Linked DNA regions of Mus musculus: regions 2 and 3 are each linked to region 1. The links are chromatin contacts, called in public Hi-C and HiChIP or PLAC-seq maps. All regions are on one chromosome and are shown on one strand. The core of a region is the stretch at or near the end of the contact, and the rest is flanking DNA. Distances in the headings are between cores, read along the strand shown.

Region 1 (2,624 bases), core at 52-2,551:
ACCTGCTCACCCTAACAGCAACACAGATACAATCACACTAATGCTACAGAAACCAACCTGAGCCTTTACCCTGGCTTTACTAGTTCACAGCTGACTACTTGCTCATAAGCAGTTAACTCCCCATTCCCTTCTTTCCTCAATCCCTGGCCCCCACCAACCTACTTCCTCTCTCTGGATTGATCCATTCTGGATATTTCATATAAATAGAATAACCTGTGCTCATGTATATGACTGACCTCTTTCAATTGAAGTATTTCTAGGTTAATTCATGCCCTATCATATATCAGCATTTTATTTCTTTTGGTGAATTGCGTGGTTCTACAGCATTTTGTTTATCCATTCGTCACCTGATGGACATTTAGATTGCTTCTGCTTTCTGGGTATGGATCAACACTACAGTGAAAATTCTTGCAGATTTTTACCTGAGCAGGTTTTCATTTGTCTTAGTTGCATACCAAAGAGAAATCTTTAATGAGGTTTCAACGGAGGTGGCCACAAAGCAAAATCTGAAAGTTGGAAAAATAATCTGCACAGGAGAAATGATAAGATCTAAGGTGAGCACTCACCATATACCAGGCACTATCTGTTTTAACACCTATTATCGCTTCTTTTTTATTTTTATTTTTCGAGACAGAGTTTCTCTCTGTGTAGACCAGGCTGGCCTCGAACTCAGAAATCCGCCTGCCTCTGCCTCCCAAGTGCTGGGATTAAAGGTGTGCGCCACCATGCCCGGCTGTATTGCTTCTTTAATATGCAGAAGAAAGCTTATAGAAGAAGCTAAGTAACTTGTTCTCGGGCACACAAAAAGGAAAGATAAGGGGTTATTTCTAAAAGTCAGTCTGGGCAAGACCAACTCAGAAAGGGGTCTGTTCACAAGGAAGTGCTAGTGGACAGCCAGGGGAGCTTTGGATTTCGATTTCTACCCCTCCACCTCCCGGCCTTGAATCTCAGCTGAGGGTTTCAAGAATTTCAAGCGGATCCACATTGAACTGAAACCAAACCGGTTAGCAGATGTACACATTGAGGGTCACTGTGGCCCTGGGCTAGTCTCACATCACATGCATAATCAATAAAGCCGCCGCACATCCAGGAAGTCGTCCTCCGCTCTCCTTCCTCTTCAGCTCCCACCTGGTAGGCCACGGGACTCCTCAGCATGGGCCCCACTGGTACCTTCCGCCTCTTTCGCACTAGCTGGCCGCTTAAACACCTTCTCTCTGGTCAAACCCAATTACCCAGGAGCTACTAACCCATAGCTCCCGATCAGAGGCTGCGCCCCAGGTCACGTGAGGACACCATCACGTGACGTGAACCATGTGATTACCACCGCGCTGGGTGGGCAGTGTAGTAGCCACTCCCGTAGTCACTTTGGAGCTTGCTGAGTGGCGGTGTCATCGTGGTGAGGACGGCGGCCCAGGAGGGCAGGGCTGGATCCTTCGCCCCAGACTCAGCTCTTCTTTTTGTCCTTCTCGCTGTAGATGAACCGGACGAGCCCCGACTCGGAGCGGCCTCCGGCATCCGAGCCGGTGTGGGAACGGCCCTGGTCGGTGGAGGAGATCCGCCGCAGCAGTCAGAACTGGTCTCTGGCGGCTGACGCCGGTGTGAGCGGGGGACCCGGGGCCAAGGGAGGGACAGAGTTGTAGTTACCCCTCCTCGGGGACACGCTTCCTCCAGTATTCAAAGGCGCAATCTCAGACACCGGGGAGGGCGGCCCTGTGGGCTTCTACCCAGCACTCTGCCGCGCAGACGCGGGTTTCCTTCCGTGCAGTGGCTTTTCAACCTTGCCCTCCACGCCATCCTGCTGAGCAGATTCTGTTTCTGCCCTCTCCAAGGACTGCTTTGTCTCTACGGAGGCCCTTCTGTATTAGAACTGGGGCTAAATGGGGCAGCACATATTTTTGAGTAGATCTGCTCACTTCGGGACCTAAGAGCTCAGAACTTTCATACAAGTGGGATTTGGGGTGTTTTGTCACACTATGTGGTCTCTGGAGCGTGACAACCAAACAGGGCTTTAAATCCCTGTAGAAATGTGATACTGGTTTTGTGTTCTGGACAAACTTATCTGATGAGCTTTCTTAATGCTTTCCAGGGTCACCTGACCTTAGATCAACAGTATCATCCCTTTTTCTTAACATAGGGGCAAAAGGGGAGGGGTTTTTTGTTTGTTTGTTTTGCTTTAAATCACATGTAGTGTTGATACTTGTGTATGTTTCTTTTCAAAATAGCTACTACAGTTTCTACAGGAATTCTCACAGCAGACTATCTCCAGGACTCATGAAATCAAGAAGCAGGTGGATGGATTAATTCAGGAGACCAAAGCCACACATTGTCGTCTGCATAATGTGTTCAATGACTTCCTCATGCTGTCTAATACCCAGTTCATTGAGAATGTGAGTTGTTTTATGGTATCTGACTTTCGAATAATCCCTTTTGGGGAGTAAGAACTATTGTCATTTATAATGATAATAAGGTTCTCTTCTAAGTTTTGGTGGATAGATTGGTTCTTGGTAACTGAAGCTCCTTTCTCTGAAATCAGTGTCTTTTATCAGTAAAGTTCATGGGTTTTACAAACCTTTAAAAACATCTAATAATAAGGTTTGCCTCGTGCTGGTTTTTCTGTTTTTAGT
Region 2 (2,624 bases), core at 83-2,582, 210 kb after region 1:
CTATTTCTACAGCCATGCCTCACCCTCTGCGATGGACTGTATTCCCTTAAACTGAGCACCAAAATAACTCTCCCTTCCTTAAGTTGTTTTCATTAGAGAGGTTATAAGCACCTTTCTGATTTGTCTCTCCATCCAAAGTAGCACTAGCCAATAGAAATATAATGCAAGCAGCACAAATTCAAATTTCTAGGAGGCCACCTTTTTTTAAATTACATTTTTTTTTTTTTAGTCAGCCATATTTTTTAAAAGAAAAAAGAAATACGTAACCCCAGGGTAAAATATTTACCTCACCCACTTTTCTTTTCTTTACTTTTCTTTCTTTCTTTCTTTTTTAATCTTTGAGAATTTTATTTATTTATTTTTTAATTAGGTATTTTCTTCATTTACATTTCAAATGCTATCCCAAAAGTCCCCCAGACCCTCCCCCCACTCCCCCCCCCACTCCCACTTCTTGGCCCTGGCATTCCCCTGTACTGAGGCATATAAAGTTTGCAAGACCAAGGGGCCTCTCTTCCCAATGATGGCCGACTAGGCCGTCTTCTGCTACATATGCAGCTAGAGACACGAGCTCCGGGGGTACTGGTTAGTTCATATTGTTGTTCCACCTATAGGGTTGCAGACCCCTTTAGCTCCTTGCCTCACCCACTTTTCTACAACACAAAACCATTCTGAAATAGTCCTGGCAGGTTTCATTCTTTTACTCTTCTTCTAAGTCTTTGGGTTATGGACACTAAGAATTTACTCCGGGTCTTGGTTTGGATTAAGTGCGTCTCGAGAACACCAGAGCAAGGAGTACTGCGTCCTAAGCTTCCTAAGCCACTGTGCTGTGGGGGAGGTGGCAGGACTACTAGGGAAGCAGCTCTCCCCTACCGCCTGAGGATGAGCAAGGAGGCCAGGGAGACACTCCTGACCCCCACAGTATCCTTCCCACTTGTTCGCTAATGGATTTGTCCTCTACCTTTAGGAGAGAATTTCAGATTCCTTAAGTGATCAGGTTTAAGTCAGAAGTCAGCACATGTGTCCTCAGAGGACAACAGGCTTGCCGTTTCCAGAGGGTCCTAGTGAGCAAGGTTCTCAGAGGACTGCTCCTCACAGTGATCGCTCTGTTTCCATAGCTGTGTGGCCCACAGACAGCCACCCTGTGGCCTGCTTCCTAGAGCACACGGGCCACCTGTCCTACTCAGGTATCCTCAGGCACTGAGTCCAGAGACTTTCTGCTGTGTCGTAAGGTTTGACGTATGTGTCATCACAAAATCCTCACCACAGCCTGACCAACAGTTCTTCCTCATCCTTCCTATTTTGCAAAGAGATAAAGTGTGAGGTTCTGAGTGACTCAGCCTCTCTCCAGGCCACACAGAGGTCTGGATGGAGCTAAGTAGGGATGCTCTGTTGCTTTGCCTGCTGTAACTCCATCACCCTGCAGTTCCTTCCTCTCTGTCTGACCATGCCACACAGGGGCTCCCATGGTGAGCTTTTATACAGAGCATGCCACACCTCCTCCCACCCCTCCAGACTTGTCCTTGTCCCAGCTCTTCTAGAATATGCCCAGGACAACGTGCTTGCATTATTTTAAATGCTTTTGAAGGAGGCCATCTTTTGTTTCTGAGTAGAAAATAATATATGATTATTATTGTAAACTACTCCAGCATTTACAGAAGAGTCCAAGAACTAGTGAGAATGTACCTCTTGTCCAGCCACAAGAGGTCGCTGCTTCCCTAGGTCTTTGCATATGTGTGTATTTGTGTTTACTTTTCATAAACAGAACCTTATTATGAGGAACTTAGACCTATCCTTACTATCTCCAACCTGTTCTGTATGCAGCGTGGTGACCCTGTGTCCTGTGTCTCACCAAGCCAACACCAATGTCTACCCATGTAAAGCATATGGTTTGTGGCATGCTGTGTTCTTGCATTCATTTTTGCATAAATGAGCTGATATCATCCATATTCCATGTTTTGCTTTTCTGCTTTGGTACTAGCCCTGGGAAGGGCCAAGTCAGCTGAGAGCAGATGCAGTCCTCTTTGAAGGTGTACAGTGCTGTAGTGTTTCCTGCTTTGGACACGGTCCCATCCCCTCAACCTCTCCTATGTTCTGTCTGTCTGCAGCCTCACACCCAAGCCAGAACCATGATCTCCATCCTCTAGCATGTTGCTCTGTTGATCCTCAAAAAGGCTGGTTCAGTTCAGTCTTGGCAGAGAACCTCTCAGCACTGCTTTCAATTGTCCTGGCCTTGCCAGCCTCAACACGGAGACCCATGGGCCTTCTTACAGCCCAGCCTAGAATCCATCTGTTACAGCAGCTGTGGGCCCTGTTCAAGGGTTGTCCCAGTAACTGCAGCTACCACTGCCCTGGGGTGCATTAATTCTCCTGGGCAGCTATAGAGAAAGGGTTAACCATGTCCTGTGGCTTGTCCAATGCCTAATTCCTGCTAACAATGGAAAGAGCTGAGATTTGAGCCAGGCCTCTGGCTCTAATAAATACATGTCTGGGACATGCTATTTCAGAACACCTGTCAGTGGTAATCCATCCCTCTCCTGGCATCTTTCAGTGGTGATTTCCCACATCCCCTGTGCCTTCATTTGATGCTTCAGCTTCTTACACATAGAGCTTTCTCTGATAATAGG
Region 3 (2,624 bases), core at 49-2,548, 190 kb after region 1:
AAGGCAGCCTGACAACCTTTTGTGTTAAGACATGATAGAAGTTACTCAGTAGTAGACTGCTTTCCCTATATGCATATGAAACCCTGAGGCTGATATGTGTTTACCCAGAGAATGTGTGTGGTTTATGGAGAGGGGTGGTGTGGACTTTAAAATGGCTGGTTTTATTTATCACCTTCAGACTCAGCTGCCTTTGGAGTATCAGGTCTAGTGTACGTCCTGTGTTCTCATTGGCAGCATTCTCAGCCTGTGGTTTAATCTTGAAGTTGTGTGCCCCTTGAACTAAGGCTGGCAAGACAAGGAGCCTGTGTAGAAGCTCTCTCAACATACTGTGAGAAAGGGTCTGTCCTAGTAGAGGTGAGGTCTGCAGCTATGCGTGACCCTCCTGCCTTTCCTCTGGTTTTATTTGATCCTTGCAGCAGGCTTGTGTCTTGACTTGGTAATTAATTTAATGAGTGTGCACACTTACATGTGTACAAGTGTGTGCATGTACATGTGGAGGCCAGAGGACAGCCTTGGGTGTTGCATCTCAGAAGCTGTCCACCTTGGTCTTTTGAGACAGGGTCTCCCACTAGCCTGGAACTTACCAAGGAGGCAGGCTGGCTGGCTAGTAACCTTCAGGATCCATCTGCTTCACCTCTCCAGGGGTGGGATTAGAAGTGGGCACCATAACACCAAGCTGCTTCCCACCAGCCATGTGGGCTCTAGGAATGCAACTCAGGTCCTCAGACTTGGGTTATTGACAGAGCTCTCTTCAGATCCTTAACCTGATGTTTAAGTGATTAATCTCTGCCTGGTGGTGCTCAGTGGAGTGGTCCTAGAGCACAGCGAGGACTCTGGAGTCAAAAAGCCTCTTTTGCCAGTACCCTAAAATTGTAAGAATTACTTTTTGTAGTGAAAAATTATCTGTTTAAAGGAAGTTACAATAGTGAGGAAAAATTAAAGGAAGTTACAATAGTGAGGGGGTCCTTTGAGTGATACACAGATACAGACACAGACCTTTGTGCAAACCCATCACTGATGACTTTGAACCTTATATGGTCACAACTTTAGTTTCTGGGTTATGAAGACTTCTTTGCTCAGAAATTGTTGCCTTCAGTATTCTTCAGTATCGTTCTAAACGTGTATTACTTTGTTGAGACTCCAGCTGTGGAGACTTTAGGAAGGCAAGTCTTAAAGCATTTCTGCCTCAGCTTTCCTTCGTGATAGTGTGCCCCCTGCCTCTCATTATACTGGAGACATACTGCTGTCCACATGACTGGGCGCCAACAGGCCAGGAAAGAAGGGAACCCAGTGTTAGAGCTCCTTGCTAGGCAGCACCGAGTCCTTTGTAATGCAAATGCTTTTGTATTGAGTAGTTCTTTATGATGCACTCTCCCCCGTGAATTCTATATTGTATCTATTTACTTTAATGGCCAGACTAGTTAATTGTTCTCGCCAGCCTGGTTCTTGGCACAGCCTTCCAGCAAGAGCCACAATGTATGTATCAGAGCAGCCACAGAGCGACCTCTTCTTTAATTGTGGCTCACTGTTTAGGTTGGATACAGCTGGGTATTTATTTATAGAAGAGAGCAATGGCTTTCTCAGAGAAATTTCACTAAACTGCAAGTTTTCTGAGACATAATCTCAGTCTGCATATCCCAGTGACTAAAACACCAAGTGAGGCATGTCTACTTTATGAAGTCAGGTCTACTGAGAGGGTGGTTAGCAGCAAATCACTACCTTTTAGCTTGGAGTGGGAGGACAGTAACCTTCACCAACTTCCTGGGAAGGAAATTAAAAGGTACTCTGATAAACAGGATTCCTAAAATACCATGCTCCAGTGTGTGTGTCCCTGTCTGTGGAAGCCTGCGATGCTCTCCCATTGTCATACAGCACAGCTGCCTTTGACTAGAGAGACGAGCTTGGACTGCACACATGGCCTTAGTGAAAATGCTATGAATACTTAAAAGGAGAGAATTTCCATGGCTGAGCACAGCATAAGTGAGCCTAAGGCTAGAGAAGGGTTGTGAGATGGGACATGGCCTTGAGTGGTAAGTAACAAGTAGTTTGGGTTCTGCATATGAACATACATTCTACAGAGCTACATCCTGTAAAGCAATACCCTGTGATCCTGGTACCAGTTTGTGTCTTAGTTTGCTTCCTGTTGCTCTGAGAAAGTCTATATAAGCATGCAGCCTGGGAGAGGAAAGGGCTTTCCTCAGCTTACTGTTTACACACAGTTTCTGATAGGGAAGCCAAGGCGAGAATTTAAGGCGAGGGAGAAACCTGGAGGTAGGAACTTAAGCAGCCCATGGAAGAACATTGCTTACTGGCTTGCTCCCCATGGCTTGCTCAGCCTACTTTCTTATTATAACCTGGGGCTACCTTGCCCACTGGTGGTACTGCCACAGTGGTCTGGACCCTTATCTCTCATTCATTAATCAAAGAAATTCTTCCACAGACTTGCCTACAGGTCAGTCTGGTAAAAGCATTTTCTCAGTTGAGGTTCTCTTCCCCAATGACTAGTTTTTCCCCCACCACAGGATCTGTAGATAGTGTGGACCATACAGATGAACTGATGGCTCAGGAGTGCTGACTGAGTTCAGATGCCAGTGACTTCACCGTACACATACATCACATTAGCA

Evidence for each region. A called contact is a pair of places that touch in the nucleus more often than the background predicts. HiChIP or PLAC-seq counts read pairs in DNA pulled down with a chosen protein or histone mark.
Region 2: a Hi-C map of the G1E-ER4 cell line shows a contact between it and region 1, with 3 times the contacts expected there. The contact joins the enhancer-like site here to the promoter of Washc2 in region 1. A contact is called at or near these places in 12 of 39 promoter capture datasets (the 3T3-L1 cell line, 3T3-L1-derived adipocytes, the HPC-7 cell line and 7 more), 1 of 15 datasets of contacts at CTCF or cohesin (the G1E-ER4 cell line), 29 of 484 Hi-C or Micro-C datasets (3T3-L1-derived adipocytes, B cells, the Ba/F3 cell line and 18 more), 11 of 115 datasets of contacts at active chromatin or transcription factors (the SCID.adh cell line, acute myeloid leukemia, bone marrow-derived macrophages and 6 more) and 3 of 9 other capture datasets (adipose tissue, embryonic stem cells and pancreatic islet).
Region 3: an H3K27ac HiChIP or PLAC-seq map of stem cell-derived neural progenitor cells shows a contact between it and region 1, with 2.3 times the contacts expected there. The contact joins the enhancer-like site here to the promoter of Washc2 in region 1. A contact is called at or near these places in 5 of 39 promoter capture datasets (the HPC-7 cell line, fetal liver, liver and 1 more), 1 of 484 Hi-C or Micro-C datasets (liver), 5 of 115 datasets of contacts at active chromatin or transcription factors (the SCID.adh cell line, bone marrow-derived macrophages, embryonic stem cells and 2 more) and 2 of 9 other capture datasets (adipose tissue and pancreatic islet).

Annotation. Positions count from the first base shown.
Region 1 is chr6:116,206,732-116,209,355 of GRCm38.p6, forward strand. Washc2 (WASH complex subunit 2`) reads left to right here and starts at 1,302. Exons shown (of 31, transcript NM_026585.3): 1 at 1,302-1,396; 2 at 1,476-1,598; 3 at 2,223-2,387. The coding sequence starts at 1,476. It overlaps 9530062K07Rik (RIKEN cDNA 9530062K07 gene), which reads right to left and starts at 1,262. Exons shown (of 4, transcript NR_131013.1): 1 at 1,171-1,262; 2 at 423-526.
Region 2 is chr6:116,416,404-116,419,027 of GRCm38.p6, forward strand. The region is part of intron 7 of Alox5 (arachidonate 5-lipoxygenase); the gene reads right to left. It overlaps Gm38880 (a long non-coding RNA gene), which reads left to right. Exons shown (of 5, transcript XR_869387.2): 2 at 1-2,624. Among named protein-coding and RNA genes, the nearest start is that of Gm38880, 4.5 kb to the left of the region's middle. Within about 2 kb of position 1,333, at least 34 of the 459 cell types and tissues checked have an H3K27ac peak or open chromatin away from gene starts, as enhancers often do. A contact at or near this core is called in the Ba/F3 cell line, the G1E-ER4 cell line, the HPC-7 cell line and 4 more, where this site is marked.
Region 3 is chr6:116,396,468-116,399,091 of GRCm38.p6, forward strand. The region is part of intron 4 of Marchf8 (membrane associated ring-CH-type finger 8); the gene reads left to right. Among named protein-coding and RNA genes, the nearest start is that of Gm38880, 15 kb to the right of the region's middle. Within about 2 kb of position 1,299, at least 51 of the 459 cell types and tissues checked have an H3K27ac peak or open chromatin away from gene starts, as enhancers often do. A contact at or near this core is called in stem cell-derived neural progenitor cells, where this site is marked.